6 separate regions of the Mus musculus genome follow, and regions 2, 3, 4, 5 and 6 are each linked to region 1. The links are chromatin contacts, called in public Hi-C, Micro-C and promoter capture Hi-C maps. All regions are on one chromosome and are shown on one strand. The core of a region is the stretch at or near the end of the contact, and the rest is flanking DNA. Distances in the headings are between cores, read along the strand shown.

Region 1 (3,437 bases), core at 437-2,936:
GACAGAGAAGCTTGTGTGACAATACCCCCTTTTCCAAGAGCCCCTCCCTGCCCAGCTTCTGTTCCTGGGATCACCCTTATAGAAACAACTTGGCACATTTGTTTGTTATCAGTTTGGCTCCTGGGTGATGTAAACTAAGAAAATTCTCAAAGGGAAGTGCTCCATTGTAGTATAAAATAATAATGGAAAACAATATTTGAAAATCAGAACTATTTATTTTTAAAAAGTGACTTTCCTAAACCAAAATGCTCTGCAGATGTTTAGCTTGCATTGGGAAGAGCTGGTTTCCATTGTGAAATGGAAAAGTTAAAAGATGCAGTTCAAGATGGAGATAAGTGGATCTCTGGGGCTTGCTGGCTTAGCCTCTGGCTTACACGCACACGCACGTACCCCCCCACCCCCCCACCAGCATAAAATGCCATAACTGAGACTCCTGCCCTCTTTCTTTCTAGTTTCTCAATAAAAAAGATATATCAAACTGAAACAAAACCAATAATAGATAATAGATAATCATACTCTAAAAACCTTGTAACGTCCTGCCTTGAATCTACAGCAAACTTTAATATCCTCTTCAGCTATTTGTTTGTATTTTAATAATTACCTTTTTCTTTTCAGTATGAGAGCCCTCTAGCGGTGAATTCTGGAATATAGCGAGGGGTCCCTGTGAAACCTAGCACTTCCTGCCTGTGCTACTTTAGCGGCCACTGTTACCCTTTGGGGCAGGCAAGTCTTTAGTCCGCATTTGTGAGATAAATACCTTAGCTAAAAGGAGAACTGGTTTTGAAAAGTCGATTTATGAAGAGATCGTGGTTTAACTTTGCAAGAAAAGCAACTGGTGTGGGGTCCCCGCCGGAAGTGTACTTTCCTGCAACTGATGGCAAAATGCACCCAGAATGTGGACAATTCCCTGCCTCTGCTTACCTGTGGACCGGGGACGCGACAGCAGCTATCTTCTGAGGCTCTACTGAGGCTCTAGGTAGCTGTTAGGCGGTTGCCTTGGAAACCTGTGGGCGGCGTGCAGAGCCTCTTGGAGGGCGGGGCCTCGGGAGGTGGAGCTGTAATTCAAAGTGAATTCTTAAGCCTGTGTTTAAATGTAGTCATAATTATAAAACACCTTTCCCAAAGTGTAGAGGTGACCAACAGAGCGAGTGCATATATTACCTACTTATGCCCAGACAGCAAACGCGAAAACCTTATCTTAACTAGAACTGACTCTTAACAGCAGCGCGCTCGCCCTACACAGCACGGTCCCTTTTAGAATTCAGACCGTTAGCCTCACACATAAAATGTGCAAATACCAAAGGCGCCACATTTATGTAATTAAGAAAGATTTGTGGGCCATACAGCCACAATATTAACTTTATTGACTTTCGTGGAGATAAAATAGGCGACAAAACAGGGGAAAATCACAGGCATCCAGGAGACAGGTTTCGGGAAAATAAAGAGTATATAGGAAGAAACAGACCAATTACAACACGGAGAAACCGCTCCAAAAGGAGAACCCAATCATCTGATTTCTTTTCTTTAAAGGTCAACATAAGTCAGGTTCTTTTTCTTTCTTTCTTTTTTTTTTTTTTGCCTGCCCTTAAGAAAGATGGCACCCTTAGCGTCCGCCCTCAGCAACCCCGTGATCCTGTAGCCCCGCCCCTCCGGTTTGGGCTGGGCTGGTTGGGAGGCGGGGCTGAGGGAATCCGGAAGCAGCCGGCGAGCCCGCTGCTGAACGTTTGGTGTTCTGACACTGTTTTTGTCAGCTGTGTCTGGTGTGCTGGAGGTCTGCGGGGTCTCCTCGCTCTGTCTCCAGGGGGAACCCCGCCGCTGTCACGACCTGGGCCGCGGCCTGGTGCCCTGTGGCGGGGCCGCCATTGGCTGGAGCCATGCCCACGGCCGCTGCCCCCATCATCAGCTCGGTCCAGAAGCTGGTGCTGTATGAGACCAGAGCTGTGAGTACCCACAACGACGGGACGGGGCGGGAGGACTGCGCTGCGGGGATCGGGGCACCCTGTGGGGTCGTCGGGAAGAGGCAGCACCCCGTACTCCCTCCTCTCCTCCCAGCGCCGCTGCAGGCTCGGCCGCCAGGGCCATGCAGTCAAGCACTGGATGGTTTGCAGGTCTGTCTTGCTTAGGAACATGTGGCTGGCTGGAAGAAGTGCGTGCAGACAGGTGCTGTGGCACACAGGAACTGCACACAGCTTCTGAAAGAGTTCCTCTTTTCTGCTTTCCCATAATCTTGAAGTTCTTGAGTCCACTCCTTACAGTAAAGTCAGGGGGTATGAAAAAAAATGTGAACTTGGCCCAGGTAGCTTCTATTTTGCGATTTCATGGTATACTATCACCGTGATTGGTCTTAATCACATGCACTGTTTTGCTGGGATTCGAGGTTCTGTGACCCGGACGCATCTGTTAATAGTTCTCTGGCTTGCAGAGCGGTGCTAATAGAACTTATTTTTTTCTCATTTCTGTGCTTGGGAAACAAAGTTGCTATAGTGTGGTTTATCTGAATCTGGCCTTCACTATGATATTAGGGTGTGAGTATCTCGTTTGGTATATTCAGTGAACTGTGGCTAGTCTTCAATAGGAGAGTAAATAAACTGTCACATGGGAATTTTAGCCCACCGGTAAGCTGAGCATTCTGAGGCCCTGGCTGAGATGCTATTCTTTATAAAACAGAATTTCTTTTCCCACAAGTCTTCAGTGGCACCCATGAAAACTCGGTTGCTGAGGACGACAAACCCTGTTAGAAATTTTATTTAATTTAATTTATTTGTGTGTGTGTGTAGTGCATGTACATGTGTGTGGGTATGTGTGCCCACGTGGAGGAGTTTGGAGGCCAGGGGTTGACCCTAGATGTCTCTCATTAAATCTGGAGCTTCCCATATTGCTAGACTGGCTGGCCAATGAGTGTCCCTCGCCCAGGCTCTACCTGTCTATACGCCGCACCCCCAACCCTGGGGTCAGAGATGTGTTATTGTGTGGGGCTTTCAGTGGGCCCTGGGAATCTTTACCCACTAAACCAAGTTTCCACACCAGTGTTTTATTTTGATGAAATTTAACTTAACTATATGTGTGTGTGTGTGTGAGAGAGAGAGAGAGGGAGAGAGTATAGGATAGTATCAAAATCATAATCTTCCTGTCTTGACCTCCCCAGTGCTAGATTTATAAACATGGGCAAGATTTTCTGACCCTTATTTTCAGTGTGTGTGTGTGTGTGTGTGCTTACTGCTTTTCATGTTCTTTGCTTGTTCCCAGGCCATGATGATATTTTGCTTTGTCTCACTGAAAAGATTCACAGTTTTAGCCTTTATGTTATCATGTTTTATATTAAATTCATTTATAATATAGTTAGGGCTACTATTGCTGTGATGAAACAAATATGACTAAAGAAACTTGGAGCCGGGCGTGGTGGCGCACGCCTTTAATCCCAGCACTCCGGAGGCAGA
Region 2 (3,437 bases), core at 566-3,065, 1.9 Mb before region 1:
TTTCTTTAGGATAAATGTTTATGAGTATGATGGTAAGATGTATAATTTAATCTTATTTAATTTAATCTTATAAGAAATTTCCATTTTCCAGATTGGCCATACTGATTTACATACATGCCAAATTTAGTTTTTCTGTTTCTTCACCAGGATGTCCTTCTGTAAATCTGTATTTCATTCCTCTTAACTTTGTGACAGATCTCATAGTAATGTAAATCTGCAATTCTCCTATGGCTAGTGGTTTTGAACATTCATAAGCCCACCTGCCATCTTTTTGTCCAGCTCTTGTTTGCTTTTTCACTTTTGAGTTTGAGAAGGAGTTTCTTGTTTAGCACTGAATTTGCTGGTTTAGCTAGACGAAATGTCCATCACACTGCAGAGATCTCCAGTTTTCACATCCTCAGTACTGGTATGAAAAACCTCCACTTTTGTTGCTGGCGATCCAAACCAGGTTGTAGGACTTGTTCAACAAGTACTTTGGCAAAGACATCTCCCCTAATCCTCTTTGTACTAGTTTTATTCTCATAACTTTTCTGTGTGCTTGAAATAAACTACGAAACATGAGGTATGAGTTGTTTTTTAAGTGATAAATTTTTTTTTAAACCCTAGTGACAAGTTTAACACTAGTCTGGCATTAAGTGGTAAAAGCGTCAGAGGAAACTGACTTCAATCTAGATAGTCCAATACCTGGATATTTGGGGGTTTTTTTGTTTGTTTGTTTTTTGAAACAGGGTTTCTCTGTGTAGCCCTGGCTGTCCTCGAACTCAGAAATCCGCCTGCCTCTGCCTCCCAAGTGCTGGGATTAAAGGCGTGCGCCACCACTGCCCGGAGCTGTCTATTCTGCCTGTCTCTCTTGTCTTAATCTTTCTGTAGGTAAACAGCTTAACTTGCTCTGTAGACCAGGCTGGCCTTGAACTCAGAGATCGCACTGCCTTTGCCTCCCAAGCTCTGGGATTAAAGGCATGCACCACCATTGCCCGGCTCTATTCCATTTTTAAAATACCACTTCTTGACTGTGACTAAATAAGTATACATCTCTGATACCTTGACAAGCCATGAAGCATCTGCATCTCTAAAAGTGAAGAGAAACTGTAAAACACGTTCAAGTTTTTCTTTTACGAAAACCATTTATCCTGGGCCAAGTAGAAGAATGTTAAAGGGACACCAAAGAATACCTTAAAAGTTCAAAAGAAAGTTAGAATCAAGGAACTGGCCAGACCCAGAGTTACCATGGGTCGCTCACCTGGCAGTGGTAAGCAGAGGGTGTCCCGTCCCCACCAGCTTCCGCACCTGCATGGCGATATTGCTGAGCTCGTCGCTCAGCAGGCAGCGCAGGCTCATGAAGGATGCGGGGTAGCCCACGATCTTCTCCGCCTCGGACACCACCTGGTTCCAATGGGCCGGTGACCTGGAGGAGCGCCCGCGCCAGGAGCCCGCCGAGGAGATGCTGTCGAGGGATCTGAAGTACCACCAGTGGCGACTGGGGGGACCTGAAGCCCCGAGGTAACCGGACAAGCGCAACAGCAGCTGCCGGAGGCTCATAGTTTTGAGTCTGAGAGGGTCGGGGACCTGAGGAAGGTGGCCAGAAATGACACGGGAAGCAAACAAGGGCTGAGGAGAAACTTTCAGAATCTAACAGGAGACGGCGATTCCAAACCCTCAGAGAAGTATGGCTTTCTGGAGCCGTAACCAGGAATAACGTTTGCTGCTTCTGCAGCGCAGACTGGCGTAACCCCAGCGGCTGCTCAGAACTGCACTGGATACCTGCGCTGGTAACCACAGCCAGTGCCTACATGGGGGGCGCCATGTTGGAGGCATGAAATGCGGCCTGCCGTAAAGATAGGGGCGGGCTGATGAGCGGCAAAGAGTGCTCTTTACTTTACGGCACAGCTGGGACCTCCCCACTAAGGGGCGGACCCTCAGTGATGACCGGAAGGCGAGAGATGGAAGGGAGCCTGTGCCCCAGGACGTCGGTGTCCGCCCTTTGGCACCCCGCTAGCCCTGGATCTAGGCGCTCTCGGGGTCTCTGCAGCGTTTCTCCCGGCCCAACGCAGAGTGAAGCTTATGTAAATAAATGTCTGTATCGTGGGTCCGCGGCGAGATCGTAGGCCCGTGGCGCAGGCTCGTCCGGAAGCCTTTTGCTCCTGGGCGCCTTAGGCCCTTGGTGGGGGCCGCGGACCCGGGAGGGCGGCCCCGCTAGCTGGGCGACGACGTCTCCTCCGCGGCCCCCCCAGAGCTGGAACGCAAGTGGATCGGTGAGGCTGAGCCCTGCTTCCCTCAGCTTCCTGGCCGAAGTGCCAGGATTTCTGTGAAAAATCCAGAAAATAAGGATGCTGTGAGAATGGAATGAAACGTCGCTTGCTCCGGGACTGAAAATTCACTGGCATGAGTGCATTTCACATATTAGCTCACTTAATCTTTTGTTGAGTTTTAAAGATAATACTATTCCCCGGATTTTAGGGGGGATGGGGGGGAACGGAATGAGGCACAGCCAAATTGTAAGTTGTTATGGTCACATTAAGCAAAATGTGAACCTAGAGGATCTGGTATCTTTTTTTCTCCTCTCCTTTGGGTACTAGGGATAGAGGCCAGGCCTCATGCAGTAATGCTAGGCTAGTGCTCTACTTCGGAACCACATACCCGACCTAACAATTTGGTTATTTGAATACATACTCTTAACCACAACATTAAGTAATATGTTACCAAAAATTCTTTCTCATTGCTAAAGTAAAATTGTCAGTGTGACGACGCTTTCAGTGTTGGATGGAACGTTTTTTTTTTCCCCTAGGCCACAGTGGCCTGAGACTTCTTACTGTGTAGCAAACTGACCTGTAACTTCTTGACCCCATCCACCTCTCAAGTCCTGGGATTACAGACGAGGGCCAGAGGGCCACTCTGCTCTTCGGGTGCCACCTATTCAAGCACGTCTAGCATCTTGCCCTTTCTAATTAGACAAAACAAGTGTTGAAGTCCTTGTTAATCATAAAAAAATTAAAAATTACAAAACCTTAAATTCAATCCCTTGGGAAGAAAAAAGTAACATTAAGATCAGTAATATAAAAATAATAAACGACTTGTTACCTACATTTTACACTCAGGAATGGTTTTTAAAATTCATGTGAGCTTTCAAAATTCATAGTTGGTATTTTTTAAGCTCACATTATGTAAATGAACTAGAAAAACAAAGAGAAATTGTTCACACAAGATGCTTTTAGCCACAGAAGGTTTAGCGGCAAACTCCCTTTGAGTGCCAAGTCTCCTGTGATTTAAAGATTCTGTTTTTGAGCCAGGAATGGTGGTGCTTACAAGCACTCAGGAGGCAGAGGCAGAAGGATCTCTAGGTTCAAGAGCAGCCTGGTCTACATAGCCAGTTCTAGGCTAGCCAGGGCTCCAGAGTGAGGGCTCCATAGATAAAACAGCATATTAATTAAAGGTGAATT
Region 3 (3,437 bases), core at 479-2,978, 1.5 Mb before region 1:
AAATATATATATATATATCTAAACAAACTTGGAAACACAGAACTCAAGAGTCCGAAGTGAAAATTTCATAAAGCAACCCAGAATGAGAAACGACGGAGGCTAGTAACTTTGGGTAAATTGTTGCTACTCCGCTTATTGTGAAATGTACAAAAGAGATGCAAGTGTTGCTTGCTCTTTATCTTAAATTTACTTGAGTTCTATTATGAAACTAGATAATTTTATAGGACATTGAACTCTCTCTTCAAAGTGTAACAAGTCCTGAGCTTCACTGCTAACAATTCTTCCCAAGCTGCAGTGCACAACCTAGACAACTTAGATCATCACCACACCCAACCTAAAAGCAACTTAGCAGACACAGAACGCTCTCCCCCAGAGCCGCTGTTATACTCGAAACCTACTAATTATGGTTACCACCACCAGAAATAACCCATTAGGCGCTTGCTGTAAGTGCCATCAGCTTTAAGAATAACCGGTGCCATATGTCTTAGTAAAGTGCAACACAGAATCCAACATTACAATCTTAAACCTAACATCCCCGGAAACTGCACTGGGTTGCGTTCTGACGCGACCTTTAATGTGGAAAGACTCGAGAACTAAAAGCAAAGGAGCTTGCGACCCCACCAACTACCTCCTTCCATCAACGAATCCCGCTTAATCCTTCATGCCTGCACTTTTCCGTTGTAAACAGGAAACTCCAGAGGAAAGGAAACGGAGAAAATCCTATTTGTGCTTTTATAAAAGGAATAACGGCAGCGCTCTCCAACCCCCACGATGTGATTGAACAAATGAAAAAAGCAACCGGAGGAAGTGACGGGGTGGGCTGCTGGTGAGCTCACTTGGAAGTCCCAAACATGACACCCAGCTTAGGGGTGCCCCCAAACATCTGTACCAACAGCTGCAGCGGGGACACCGGGACAAGAGGGAGAAAGGGTGACGGGAGCGAAGGATGCGGAGTTGTGCCCACACGCTCTTATTCCCCCTCGGCCAACTCTTCTCTCGCCCCCCGTCCCAGCCCAGCCCGCTCCCTCCAGAAAGAACACCCAACAAAGCCGAGGCTGGGGAGACAAAGAGGCGGCAGGCGAGGGGCGTCCAGAACAATGCGGATCGGATCCCCGCCAAACTCCCGCGGACCACGCAGGCGGGCGGACAGCCCCGGAAATCGCCGCCGAGCTCCGGCCCCGTGGACAGCGGCCCTCAGGCCCCGCCGCCCAGGCGGCGTCCCTGGGACGCGGAGCAGCACCGGCGGGCAGGACGGCGCGGCCCGGAGCGGAGCGGAGAAGAGCGGAGCGGAGCGTCCGCCCGAGCGCGCCAGAGCGGGCCGCCGACGGGACTCACCCGCGTTCTGGTCTCGCGGCCAGAGGTAGTAGGTGGCGGGGATCACGATGAGCCCCACGAAGGAGGTGAGGAAGTAGAAGAAGGTGTTCCCGCTGTCATCGTACTGGAACTGCTGGCCCGCCATGGCTCCGCCTCCTCCGCCGCGCTCCCCTCACCGCCGTCGCCACGACCCCGCGCTGCGCTCCGGCTCCCGGCTCCCAGCGCCCCGGCCCCGTGTGGCGTAGCTCGGACGCCGCTACCGCCGCCGCCGCCGCCGCCGCCGCCGCTCTCCTCCCCGCCCCCACGCCGCTCTCACGGACACGCCGCCGCCGCCGCCGCGGCCGTCGCCAACTCTCGCGAGAGGAGCTAGTTCCCGCCCCACGCGGCTGTTCCCTCCCCGGCCGTCTCCTCCACACGCTCACTGAGGGAGACGTGGCGCGCGCAGCAAAGAAACTCTGTTGGACCCCGCCCGCGGCCCCGCCCCTGAGCCACGGACCACGCCCTCTGTTTTCCATAAGCCCGCCCCCGGGTCCCGCCCCCTGCTTACCAGGCTTTCCTTCCCAGCACCCTTCCCGGATTCCAGGAGCTTTCTTGCCAGGGTCCCCCAAGCAGTGAGCAGAGGCGAGCGTCCTAGGTGCGATTGGGACCTGAGCTTTTGCAACCTAAGCGAGGTTGCCAAACCTCTCCACTCTCTCCTATCCCTCTCACTTTTCCTCCACGTGAACCTCATGGAAACAAGTGCCATTAAAATAGGGAGCAAGGAAAAATAAATAAATGAAAAGAATAGGGAGCAAGGAACTCCTCAGAGTTCCAAAGCCTTGGTATTTGGAGCTGCCAGTTCACTAATGCTTTCTGTGACCCAAGCGATCATGTCTTCAATTTGTCAGTAAAACATGAAATAAAGCAAAATATAGATCGGTGGCTCTCAACCTTCCTAATGCTGCCACACTTTAATACAGTCCCTCATGTTGTCGTGACCCCGAACCGTAAAATTATTTTCATTTCTAGTTCATAACTGTAATTTTACTACTGTTACGAATTGTAATGTAAATATATGATGTGCATGATATATATACTCCCTCTAAAACGGTCTTTTGATAACTCCCCCTTAACAGGGTCAGGACCCACATATTGAGAACCAATGTCATATATGCTCTATTGATGAGAAAATTCAGACTCAAAACATTTTCCAGAGGTAACGCTCAATGGTTTGGGTTTGCTCAGGGCTTGAGGATCCAAACCCAGATCGCTCTGACGCCCCAAAGAGCCGCTGGCACTCCCCTGCAACCTGTGGGCAATCTGAAGAGGCAGTCACTCTCTGCTCCTGGCCACCGAATCTCAAGCTGGAGTCAGCTGAACTGCAGGATAGTCCTCTAACCTTGCAAAGATCCCACCAGAGTCCAGTGGTGGCCTTAGCAGGGTGGGTCCCAGTGTCTGCACTGCCCTCTGTGGATCAAGAGGACACAGGGCACTTTACACAGGACCGCTGTGAATAGTAAAGGAAACTGTGCAATATCTTTAAAAAGAGAAGCTACCGCGCAAGTACAAACATTCTGCTGTATTTTTTTTTAAGATTCATTTTTTATTTTTATGTATATGAGTACACTGTAGCCATCATGTGGTTGCTGGGATTTGAACTCAGGACCTTCAGAAGAGCATTCAGTGCTCTTAACTGCCCGTTTTGTTGTTGTTTTGTTTACTTTGCTTTTTGTTGGGGGGGGTGTTTTTTTTTTTTTCTTTTTGAGCCAGGGTTTCTTTGTGTAGCCCTGGCTGTCCCGGAACTCACTCTTTAGCCAGGGTTGGCCTCGAACTCACAGAGATCAGCCTGCCTCTACCTCCTGAGTGCTGGGAATAAAGCTGTACACCAGCACCAGCGTTTAAGGATTGTTTCAAGACTAGTCAGTTAACTACATGGCTTTTCAATATGCCTTCCATTGTCTGAGAGGAAATCTGGTTACACAAGCTCTTTCATTGAATGTCTCAAAACCAGTATTTATCATAATGAGTCATGCTTCCCCTTATACTAGATTATGTTCACAAGTATTCTGTCTCCCCTTTCAAATTCCAATTTAACAGCACATTTCTGAAAGCCACTTTTGCTACATTTTTCTGCCTTGTTCCCC
Region 4 (3,437 bases), core at 649-3,148, 1.2 Mb before region 1:
TATCTCAAAAGTTTGATGATCCAAAGACAGAGAGACACACAACTTTTAATTCCAGCAGTTGGGGCCAGCCTGGTCTACATAGTAAATTCAAGGCCAGTCAGGAGCCTACATATGAGATTCTATCTCATAGGGGAAAAAAGTTTGATTAGTTCAACCATTCTTTAAAAGTGTGTAAGTTTCACAAGCTAAATATATACAGCACTCCTGGGCCGTACAACTTAAAAATGACTAGGATGGCAAATTCTGTTTACCACACAAAAAGTGCTTACTTTAATAAGAAATTCCTTCACATAAAAGCTAATGTTAAGCTGGGCGTGGTGGCGCATGCCTTTAATCCCAGCACTCGGGAGGCAGAGGCAGGCGGATTTCTGAGTTCGAGGCCAGCCTGGTCTACAGAGTGAGTTCCAGGACAGCCAGGGCTATACAGAGAAACCCTGTCTCGAAAAAAAAAAAAAAAGGCTAATGTTAACAATGATCATGAGTCCTCTAAGGCCAAAATTCTCATGGTTACTATTTAATATTTAATTTTTAGCAATGAATTAATTTAATAAGTTTTTTTTTCAAATGTGGAAAAACCCTTCCATCCTGCTCTACAGAGTAAAAAAAGCAGTACTTTCATTTAGTGTCCCTCGAATCATCTAAATTACTTACTGCCAAAACCCCATTAGTTATGGGATTCTAAGAGTACGTTTCTACTTCACCCTATTCCTTTTTTCAGTTGAAGTGAAAAAGCTAAAGCCAGACACTTAGATGAGTAGGGTTCCCTAGTCCCGGGCAGTTGCTTTTTTGGACACTGAGGAAGATGACATTCCACACACCTAGGCCTTCAGCAGGACAGCCAAGCATGCTAAGGTCAACCATTTCTCATCGCTGCTAACCGCTTGGTTGAGCCCTACCACAAAAATCTGACGCGCTCCCGTGAACTCGCCATCAAGTTCTGCTCACAGACGTGTACGGCCCAGGATACTCTTACTGTAGCTTGAGACAGGCCTGGAAAGAGCAGCTAAGCTTGGCTTCACTACGTCTTGGTAAGCGTCCAGGAAAAAAAAAAAAAAGAGACAGGGAGGGAGAGAGGGCTTCAACTTTGCGCACACACGCCCCCCTCCCCCTTTCTTCCTCAGTCACACCTAGCTCTCTTTTCGGAGAACAGTGTTCTCGAAAGATCTACCTCTTCAACTCAAATGTCAAGCCCAGATCAGCTGCCTGAGATCTCGGCTAGCAGAGCTCAACCCACGCCCTCGTCTTCCAGCACCTTCTACCGGAGCCAGCGAGCTGGTCCCCATACAAACTGTCCACGGAGAGCGAGCGAAACCCTGGCTCACGCCTCCGCCCGCAGACAAGCTGCCTCGCAGGGGCGTCTGGCCTGGGCGGCCGCTGAGACCTCAAGGCCCCGCGCCGGGGTCCGGCGGGACTTGGCGGCCCCGGAGCGAGGGATGCGGGAGAGGGGCGGACGCCTCACCTTGACCCTGATCTCGTAGGTGGTGAAGCGGCCCCGGCCGACCCCCACGGTCTGCGGGTTGCTCACGTCGATCTCGAGGAAGTTGCTGGGCGGCCCGTAGGCGTCATTCAGATTCTGCGGCTTGGTGATGAGCCGCCGGGTGTCCGCTACCGTCTCCGCCATTTCGCTGTCGCCGCGGCAGCCGCGGGCTTCTCTCCACCGCCTTCCGCCAACGCCACCGCCGCCCGCCGCGGGGACTCCCGGCTCGCGCGCAGCGAACGGAGACGAACGAGCACGTAGGACGGGTGGGCGTTCGTTCCGCGCGAAGCTCCGCCCCAGGCTGCTCGGGCTTCCGCCCTCTGCCCAGGGAGAAACAGCTGACTGGCCTGAACGCCGCGCCCGGTTCGCAGGCCCCGCGGCGGCCCCGAGGGACACTGCGGGGTGGGGCTGAGGCGCGGCGGCGTCACGGGACTGTGGGCGCCAAGGATATGGGGAGACTACAATAACCACAATGCCTCGGGCGAGCGCGCCGCCGCCGAGTGACGCGCAGGCGTAGTAGGGGAGCTCTGGGGAGGAGGTGTGGGTTTCCGGCTTTTCTGACCCAGCTTCTCTGCGGGGAGGGACTCCGGAAACGATTTTAGCTGTTCTGGCGCAGTGAAGGCAGTCGTTGGGACGGCAGGGAGGAGACAAAACTGCCTATGCTGTAAGACAGCCAATCCAGTGCATCACTGTGATCCCTGGAAATTCATTTCTAGAAACCTTTAATAAACGTCTCAAATGAATCAGTACACATCTGTAATCCTGACCTTTGGCAAATGGAGAGCGGAGAATCAGGAGCTCGAGGCCAGCCTGGGCTACATGAGACCTTATCTTTAAAAACCAAGGGAGAGCCGGGCGGTGGTGGCGCAGGCCTTTAATCCCAGCACTTGGGAGGCAGAGGCAGGCGGGTTTCTGAGTTCGAGGCCAGCCTGGTCTACAAAGTGAGTTCCAGGACAGCCAGGGCTATACAGAGAAACCCTGTCTTGAAAAAAACACAAAACAAAACCAAAACAAAACAAAAGGCTTTTTAGCCAGGCGTGGTGGAGGCAGAGGCAGGCGGGATTTCTGAGTTCTAGGCCACTGGTCTACAGAGTGAGTTGACAGCCAGGGCTACACAGTAGCCCTCAAAAAACAAACAAAAAATGATGATGTAACTCAGTTGGTAGATTGATTGCCTAGGATTCATAAAGTCCTGGGTCCAGTCCCCAAGAAGGACATTAATCCCGGCATAATGTAATGCCAGCACTCAGAAGGCTGAGACTCAGAAGTTTCAAGGTCACCCTGTTCTACACTGATAGATTCGAAGCAGTAAATAAGGGAGTGGAATTTTTTAAACCTGATAAGCTCAAACTAAGGTCAAACAGTGCCTAAAGACTGGTCTGGCCCCTGAAATAAGAAAGCAAAATAAGAAAGACAAGATGAAGGCCGGGAACCCTGTCTGGGTAAGCGGCCACTCTTGTTTCCCACAAATCCTGGTAAATGTGTTTTGTTTTTAAGCGGTAAATCTCAAATTGTACTTGGAATGCTACTTAGAGAAGCCTTTATACAAAATGGAAAAAAGGACCAGGGAAAGACTCAGGAAGCTGAAGGGAGACAGGAAGATAGGGGAGTGCCAAGAACCAGGATACCAGGAGCTAGTGCATCCGGTTGTCAACCCAATACCTGAACAAAGCCATTACGTGGCCTAGGCAGCGTCACGTGACCTTAGAGTCCCTTCAAGTCAGCCTACAAAAACAGCAGTGTAGCACAACCATAAAGCTAGCAAGTTCCAAAGTTAGTTTATTTCCAGAGTACAGGAGAATACAGATCTGAAAAGAGTTGGAGATACGGGCTACTGATTAACAGTGCTTGTCGTGCAAGTACGAGGACCTGAGTTTGGACCCCCAAATTCATGCAACAACAAGACTTGCAGTACCAGTAACTACAACACTGTGGGGGTGAGGTGGGGTGGGGTGGGGTG
Region 5 (3,437 bases), core at 612-3,111, 1.2 Mb before region 1:
CAGCCAGGCAGCGAGCGGGGCGGCACACTTTTTCTATCCTAGCACTCAGGAGGCAGAGGTAGGCAGATCTCTTTGAGTTCAAGGCCAGCCTGGTCTATGGAGCTAGAGTTCCAAGACTGGATGTGTACATCAGCAGATACGGTTGTTCTGGTCAGAGCTTGGAGAGGGAAGAAGGGAGGGAGGGAGGGAGGGGGGAGAGAGAGAGAGAGAGAGAGAGAGAGAGAGAGAGAGAGAGAGATCCAAATCCATCTTTGAGATCCTGACTGGAAGCTTGGGTTTAAGTCGTAGGAAAGAGGTACAACAACTCAGCCGTCCAGGTCAGGTGTGACCTGTGCATCACTGGCCCACCATTGCCCAGCTCCAGTGTGTCCTACAAGCTGGTTCTGCACTGTCTGAACCGTGTGACGTCACTTCCGGGAGCCCAGCTTCTCCCTTTTCTGGTTGGCACCAGGCTTCAACCTTTTCCTTGTCCCAGCGTGGGATTCTTGGGAGCAGTTTGATTTCTTAGGGCCATTGTTTCAGTAGTGCAATAGCCAAAGGGAAAGAAGACACAAGTGTCTCTTTAGACTATCTTCAGTCCCATCGGGGTGGGTACATACTTTGACATATTAGCAGAGAAAAGGCTTGAAGTTACTCTGCCATACTACACCTTCCATTTCCTGTTTCTTCAGAATTCCTCTTCTGGTGACCACAATTTGGTTTCCTGGAATTCTTCTTAGTGTTCTCTTTTTTGGTCACACAATTGAAACTTTGTTTCCTCCTTCCTAGGAATGCTAGACTTTCTTGTTTTCCATAATTCCCAGCTAAATGTTCAGGTCTTTTAGATATGATCCACGGTTGAAGGGTTTACTTTTTTGTTGTTGTTGTTGTTGTTTTATTTATTTTTAAGGATGTAACTATGTAGTTGGACTTCTAACCCTGCTGTCTACATTTCCCAAATGCTAGGATTGCTGTTTGTGCTTTTTCTTCCCAGACTGGTGAATCTTGGGCTTCCTGCTAACTAGGCAAACACTCTATCAGCTGAACACCACCCGACAACCCCTGGGAAGGTCTTTGTCTTTTGTTAAAAGTTAATCTTGTATGGACTAGAGAAGTGGCTCAACTGTTTAAATAATGTGTAACTTATGCAGCCGACAAGGGTTTGGTTCGTAGCACCCACGTTGAGTGGCCCACAGCTGCCTTTAATCTCAGCCAGCTCTGGGGGGATCAATGCCCACTTCTGGCCTCCAGAAGAATCGCTTTCAATATAGGACACACACACCTAGACAAAAATATAATCTCCGTACTCCTCCACAACAGTGCTCTCTCCTTGATCCCACTATTGTCTTTAGCTGCAGCGTTCATCTAGCCAAAGGGTCGCCAGCCTCAAATGAGGGCAGTCGCAAATTCAAGTGGTCACACCATCCCATGACTGCCACATCCACCAGCTGTCAGTCTGGGCCCTTTGGCTTTCCTGTCCCACTTATAAGCTTCTTCAAAGCATGAAAACATGTGCTATATAGAAGATAATTTCTATTACTCAACAGCTCAAACAGAAAGTGGCAGAAACACATTTCAGGTACCCTTCAGAGACACGTTGGACACCGAAAGAAAAGTAAATTGAGGCTATATTATAGCAGATTGGACGAGGTATAATATATACCTCTTGGTCACCTTCATATTATGCGGTCTTAGAAGGTTCACGATTATTACTACAAGCTACAATTGGTTTCTCAGGCCTGGAGAACTAGGGTTTCAGTGGGGGCGGGGTGGAGAGTTGGTTCTAGCCGCCTCTCAGCGGGGTGGGGCGCACCCGCGACTGTCAGGACACGCCCCCTCAAGGCGCGAGGCCTCTCGGGACTTGTAGTCCCAAGGCCCACCGGAAGGCGTGAAGGGCAGGCGTTGCAGCCTTTCTAAGCTTGAGGTCATCTCTCTTTAACGCTCTCTCATTTTCAGGCGTGGCCTCCTGGAGCGCCACAGCACCCGGCTGCTCCGTCGCGTCTTCTGGGTTACAATAAAGTTTTCCTCCCTGTACGGAGCTCAAGATGGCGGCCTCCTGGTCGCCCTTGGTTACTCTGCGCTCCGCCGCGCGCAGCCGGCTGACTGGGAGAGGTGTTGGGTGCGGGGCGCGGGTCGTCGCAATCCCTCCTCCGGCCCCTGGCCCTGGGAAACCCCTGTGGAAAGGTCAGTGACCGTGTCACGAGCGGGCCGCGCAAGGCCCTGGGGTCACCCCACTGTCTGATCCCTCCCAGCTGCACCCGTGGCTTCACAAGTTGTAAGGATCCTAGAGACGAGTTCGTGTCTATTGACCTTTTGCATCTCGTTGCCCCAAAGAGCGCTGAGCGCCTCAGGCAGCTGCCCAGAGTAACTTCCATTTGAGGGTCAGAGGCCAACCCAGTTCTTCCCCAGGTAACCCAGGCCTGGAGAGGGCAGGTGTGCAAGAGCCCGGCTTGGAGGGATGGGGGTAAGCAAGATGGGGTTGGTGTGTGGGGAGCCTTTCACCCCAACCCATCTGGGCTCTTAAGGCTGGTGATGGACTTAATGGTCATGTCAGTCAGGGACCCTATGCCCCCTCCCCGCCCATTTTCTCGATGCAGTCTTAAATTCCTAGGGCATCACTTTGTCTGTTTGTCTGTCATTTATCTGTTTTGCCCCTGACCTTCGATTCTTTCGTTCTACTGTCATGTGTCTGTGAATGAGTGGTTAGCCAAATTACAATCACGTGGTCTCACTGTGTGGTACAGGCTGGCCACGAACTTGAGAACCTCCTGCTGCTCTTTCCCAGAAGTGCTAATTTTACCTCTCTTCACTGGACTGGTTTCTCAAAAGACAGCAAACCCTGTGTCCTTATTTCCTTGGCACGTAGGATGGTGATTGGTGTCTGATGAGCAGATATTTTCAAATGAACGACGTTATTCTCATGGTCTTCCTCAGTCACCTTTCCTCATCTCCAAGAGCTTCTTTATATACCTTCAAAATCGGATATAATTTAACAGAGTATATATATGCAAATGCCGATTCTCATCGTCTCAAGATAGGTTTTTTTCCCCCCTCAGTCATTGAAATAAATACCAGACTGTGAGCTTTACATGGCCCACTTAGCAAAGGGCCTTGCTATCAAGCCTGAGTTCAATCCCTAGGACCCATATGGCAGAGGGGAAGTACCAACACCCACCACTTGTCCTCTCTTGCGCGCGCGCACGCGCACACACACACACACACACACACACACAAAATAAGTAAAGTAAAAAATATTCCTTTCTATTTTATAAACAAGAGAAATGCTGAAGTATAAATCTCATTAATTGAGTCTGGATTACAGTTTCTGCCCCTTTCTTTACTCCCCCCCCCCACACCCGCCATCAAGAAATAACCCCAGGAGGGTTATTTCTTTTTCCCCTCTTGTTTGAAGTTTCATTTACAAAGCTGGCTTAAACAAAGGCAGGAAGGAAGCCTTG
Region 6 (3,437 bases), core at 583-3,082, 1.0 Mb after region 1:
TATTTAACAATAATTTACCTTGCCAAGATTCCTGGCACTTTTGTTAACTTAAATTAGGTTGGGAAAAAGCATAATAGTAATTGAAAAAGCAACTAATTATAAATAATTACAAGCCAAATTATATTTATACCACAATTAATGTTTGAGGTGGTTTGCAGGCAGTCTTCTTTTCAATAAGCAACCATCAAATAATTGAATAGCTTGTAAAACACGGAAATATTCCTTTAATCTTTATTCCAAGTATAACCGCATCCTCCTTGAATTACTATTATAATAGACTAAGTAGCATTTATTAAATTTTGTCCTTATCCCTAGTTTGAGTTGGATGCTTTTAAAAACATGGCAAAAGCAATATACGTATCTACCTCATCACACGGGTTCTTTCTCAACAAATTTCATAGAGACATGTGAATCCATGCTCTTGTAAGACAAGAGCTCGTCTTCAGGGTATGTATGAATCAAATTTCAACAGTTGCAGTGGATTTCTCTAGGGATAATAGGAGACGGTCCCTTTGTCTTGTGACTATAATCATTTTTAATTTTATGAGCTTGGTGACTTTCCCCCAGTGTTTCCAAGTAACTAATAACTTTGTTAACATCTTTTGCTTCTTAAGATTAAAAAAAAAAAAAGAAAGAAAGAAAGTGGCCTTGTCCCAGCTCCCTCCCCCAGGCTGGTGTGAGTGTGCAAGTATGTGTGCAGAGCTTGTGTTTCATACTGCAAATATAAATAAAGGAAGATAGCAGAAGAAAAAAAAAACAAAACAAAATCCTACTTGGATTTGACCCCTAATTTATACTTTAGATTATCATTAGTGAAAACTCTTTGCTACCCATTTACATTATTATTATATACTCGCGAAGATCCTTTTTAGGCATTTAGGCAATTTTAGGCAAATTTGTAAATTTGCGTGGTACTGGTGGTTGTGAGGAATACTTTCAATTAGTTCACCCCTTTAAGAATAGCCTAAGAAAAATATCAAATAACCTCGTATTATACTTAATAAAGCTAGTTCCTAGGAAGTTTTGCAAACTAAATATCCACCAGTTGACCTAATGGAGTACGGGTTGATAGGTGTCTGCTGGAAGGCGGCCAACTCCTAAGCTAGGCTAGGCACACGGTGGGGGGTAGATAGCGCCGGAGCCCTCCAAGGCTGGGCGCCACGTTGCTTTTCTCTTTTCTCTTTTGAAATAGGAAGACGACGCTTCTGGCTATTGTGTAAACCCGTGGAGAACTGCCTTCATTCCCACATCAGATAAAGCACAAGCAGAATTAAAGCGCATTCCAATCCGACCCCGGGCCACACGTACGTCACTGACAATTTTATTGCCTAGGCTGCGTTCGTCTCGTGGAAACACGTGAAAAAATGGTTTAAAAAAATTTTTTTTAAAAAGCCAAAAACCACCTCGGCTTGAAACGAGAAACCGCACAGGATCAAAGCACTACGCCAACCCAGCAGTGGCCACCGCCCCCGCCGAGCCCCGCGACACCCCTCCAGACTCCCTCCTGTTTTCTGCTAACCAGCTGTGTGCAGCGTGGGACAGCCTCGCCTGTCTCCCGCTCTCCCCACCAGCTCCACAAGTAATCCCAGATTCCCAAGTCCCCAGCCGGACAACAGAGCGGTCTCCCGCTCAAGGGACAGCGGCAGCTCCATCTGCAACCAAGCTGGTAGTCCCCTGCACTCCCCGTGGGCCCACCGCCAGCCAGCCGGCGTTCGGCGACGTTTGACTGACACGAAGCGGTCCCTATGAGGCCCTGAGGGCGGGGCGATGGCGTCACTTCCTGGCCTGTCGGGGAGGATGCTTATATAAGGTCTGCGCTCACGCAGAACCCTCGCTTACACAGTATGGCCGGCGACATTAGCTAGCGCTCGCTCAACTCTCCTAACGGGAAAGCAGCGGACTACAAGAGACTGAACTGTATCTGCCTCTATTTCCAACAGACTCACGTTCAACTTTCGCTCACGAAAATAGCCGGGAAAATTTTATTAGTCCTTTTTTTAAAAAAAAGTTAATATAAAATTATAGCAAAAAAAAAAAAAAAAGGAACCTGAACTTTAGTAACACAGCTGGAACAATCCGCAGCGGCGGCAGGAGCGGCGGGAGAAGAGATTTAATTTAGTTGATTTTCTGTGGTTGTTGGTTGTTCGCTAGTCTCACGGTGATGGAAGCTGCACATTTTTTCGAAGGGACGGAGAAACTGCTGGAGGTCTGGTTTTCCAGACAGCAGTCCGACGCAAGCCAGGGATCTGGGGATCTTCGTACCATCCCAAGGTGGGTGCCTGGGCCTGAGGGCGGCTCGCCGCCGACTGCGAGGCACGAGTCGCGGCCTCAGGTGGGGCCAGGTCGGCGGGCGGGAACTGGCTTCTCCCGCCGCCGTTGCGGGGCCGCCTGCGCCGCCTGGGGGAGGGGAGGAGGCCGGCGCGGCCGCGTGCTCAGGTAACGTCCCCGGCGGACGGCGGGGCTGGGCTGACGGGCTCCGGCGGGGGGCACGCGGCCCTCCGGCAGGTGTGGCTGGGTGAGGGGCGGGCGGAGCACGAGCTGGGTGGGCCTGGGCCGCGGGGCGACCAGCAGGCCTCCCGCCGCGGGGTAGGCGGCCGCGCGTGGCGCTCGCTCGGGCGGCGGGATTGGGCGGGAGCGGCCGTGTCGCAGTGCCGGGCCCCGCCGACGCCCGGACGTGCCCTGCAGCAGAGCGGGGCGCCTCGGGACCCTCCGCGGGCTTTGCCCGGGAGGCTCCTGACCTTGGGCTGTGTAACCTGTTACGGAGGCGAAGTCCGGGAGAGCGCAGCGGGGTGCTGGAGGGTTTGCCTGCTTCCCGGGGTACAAGCCTGTCAGCCCGAAGATCTATTTTACTTAATGCCTTAAGCTGGAGCAAAGGAGACCTGCGGGCCCCCTGCTCACACCCGACACGGGAGGTGGTGCGGAGAGTTGCTAGTGACCTCGCTGGGAGAGTCGAGCATTGAAGCGCGGATGACACTGAGGATGCATGGACCCGGCGGCGGTGACACCAGCCTCCCGCTTTGGTGGCCGGTACCCGGGCTCCGCCGTGCTCCGAAGCGCACTAATGGGACTAGAGTGGCGGAGGAACCGGCGTGGTCCGGTTCATTGAGAGGCGGACCAATGAGCTCCTGGGCCCCTCCGGAGCCTGGCCCCAGGGTGTGGACCAATGGGCGTTTTAGGAATGTTGGCTGCGCGGTGCAACCGTCCTCTGACAAAAAGCGAGAAGAGAATCCCAGCGGCCACGTGCTGCCGAGACTTTAAGGCACACTGGGAAACGCAGTTCCTACTAGTTGCTGCAGACGTTTCCATTGTAGGGAAAAAAATGTACCCGAAGTGCTAAGGTCTCAGTTTTCGATCCTCATGTGAAGTGTGTGCCATTTTCAGTTACAAACCCTTGACGTTTTCTCATAGTAAGCATAGAGAAGCTTACCTCTTTTACA

The links. Promoter capture Hi-C pulls out the DNA fragments that hold promoters and counts their contacts. A called contact is a pair of places that touch in the nucleus more often than the background predicts. Capture Hi-C pulls out chosen DNA fragments and counts their contacts.
Region 2: a contact with region 1 is called in a Hi-C map of CD8 T cells, with 6 times the contacts expected there. The contact joins the promoter of Pdss2 here to the promoter of Fig4 in region 1. A contact is called at or near these places in 1 of 39 promoter capture datasets (pre-B cells), 3 of 484 Hi-C or Micro-C datasets (CD4 T cells, CD8 T cells and muscle stem cells) and 2 of 9 other capture datasets (adipose tissue and liver).
Region 3: a contact with region 1 is called in a promoter capture Hi-C map of liver, with 4 times the contacts expected there. The contact joins the promoter of Sec63 here to the promoter of Fig4 in region 1. A contact is called at or near these places in 3 of 39 promoter capture datasets (hippocampal neurons, liver and pre-B cells), 1 of 484 Hi-C or Micro-C datasets (regulatory T cells), 1 of 115 datasets of contacts at active chromatin or transcription factors (thymic regulatory T cells) and 2 of 9 other capture datasets (adipose tissue and liver).
Region 4: a promoter capture Hi-C map of pre-B cells shows a contact between it and region 1, with 5 times the contacts expected there. The contact joins the promoter of Snx3 here to the promoter of Fig4 in region 1. A contact is called at or near these places in 3 of 39 promoter capture datasets (hippocampal neurons, liver and pre-B cells), 3 of 484 Hi-C or Micro-C datasets (CD4 T cells, CD8 T cells and erythroblasts), 2 of 115 datasets of contacts at active chromatin or transcription factors (memory CD8 T cells and thymic regulatory T cells) and 2 of 9 other capture datasets (adipose tissue and liver).
Region 5: a promoter capture Hi-C map of neutrophils shows a contact between it and region 1, with 6 times the contacts expected there. The contact joins the promoter of Afg1l here to the promoter of Fig4 in region 1. A contact is called at or near these places in 3 of 39 promoter capture datasets (liver, neutrophils and pre-B cells) and 2 of 9 other capture datasets (adipose tissue and liver).
Region 6: a contact with region 1 is called in a Micro-C map of embryonic stem cells, with 11 times the contacts expected there. The contact joins the promoter of Amd1 here to the promoter of Fig4 in region 1. A contact is called at or near these places in 2 of 39 promoter capture datasets (embryonic stem cells and hippocampal neurons), 1 of 484 Hi-C or Micro-C datasets (embryonic stem cells), 6 of 115 datasets of contacts at active chromatin or transcription factors (bone marrow-derived macrophages, embryonic forebrain, embryonic stem cells and 3 more) and 1 of 9 other capture datasets (embryonic stem cells).

The regions. Positions count from the first base shown.
Region 1 is chr10:41,301,490-41,304,926 of GRCm38.p6, reverse strand. Fig4 (FIG4 phosphoinositide 5-phosphatase) reads left to right here and starts at 1,686. Exons shown (of 23, transcript NM_133999.1): 1 at 1,686-1,940. The coding sequence starts at 1,875. It overlaps Ak9 (adenylate kinase 9), which reads right to left and starts at 993. Exons shown (of 40, transcript NM_001370813.1): 1 at 922-993.
Region 2 is chr10:43,219,864-43,223,300 of GRCm38.p6, reverse strand. Pdss2 (prenyl (solanesyl) diphosphate synthase, subunit 2) reads right to left here and starts at 1,815. Exons shown (of 8, transcript NM_027772.2): 1 at 1,241-1,815. The coding sequence starts at 1,539.
Region 3 is chr10:42,759,787-42,763,223 of GRCm38.p6, reverse strand. It overlaps Sec63 (SEC63-like (S. cerevisiae)), which reads right to left and starts at 1,728. Exons shown (of 21, transcript NM_153055.3): 1 at 1,336-1,728. The coding sequence starts at 1,459.
Region 4 is chr10:42,500,515-42,503,951 of GRCm38.p6, reverse strand. Snx3 (sorting nexin 3) reads right to left here and starts at 1,898. Exons shown (of 4, transcript NM_017472.4): 1 at 1,460-1,898. The coding sequence starts at 1,621.
Region 5 is chr10:42,476,989-42,480,425 of GRCm38.p6, reverse strand. Afg1l (AFG1 like ATPase) reads left to right here and starts at 1,861. Exons shown (of 13, transcript NM_145743.2): 1 at 1,861-2,163. The coding sequence starts at 2,025.
Region 6 is chr10:40,300,583-40,304,019 of GRCm38.p6, reverse strand. Amd1 (S-adenosylmethionine decarboxylase 1) reads left to right here and starts at 1,832. Exons shown (of 8, transcript NM_009665.5): 1 at 1,832-2,271. The coding sequence starts at 2,162.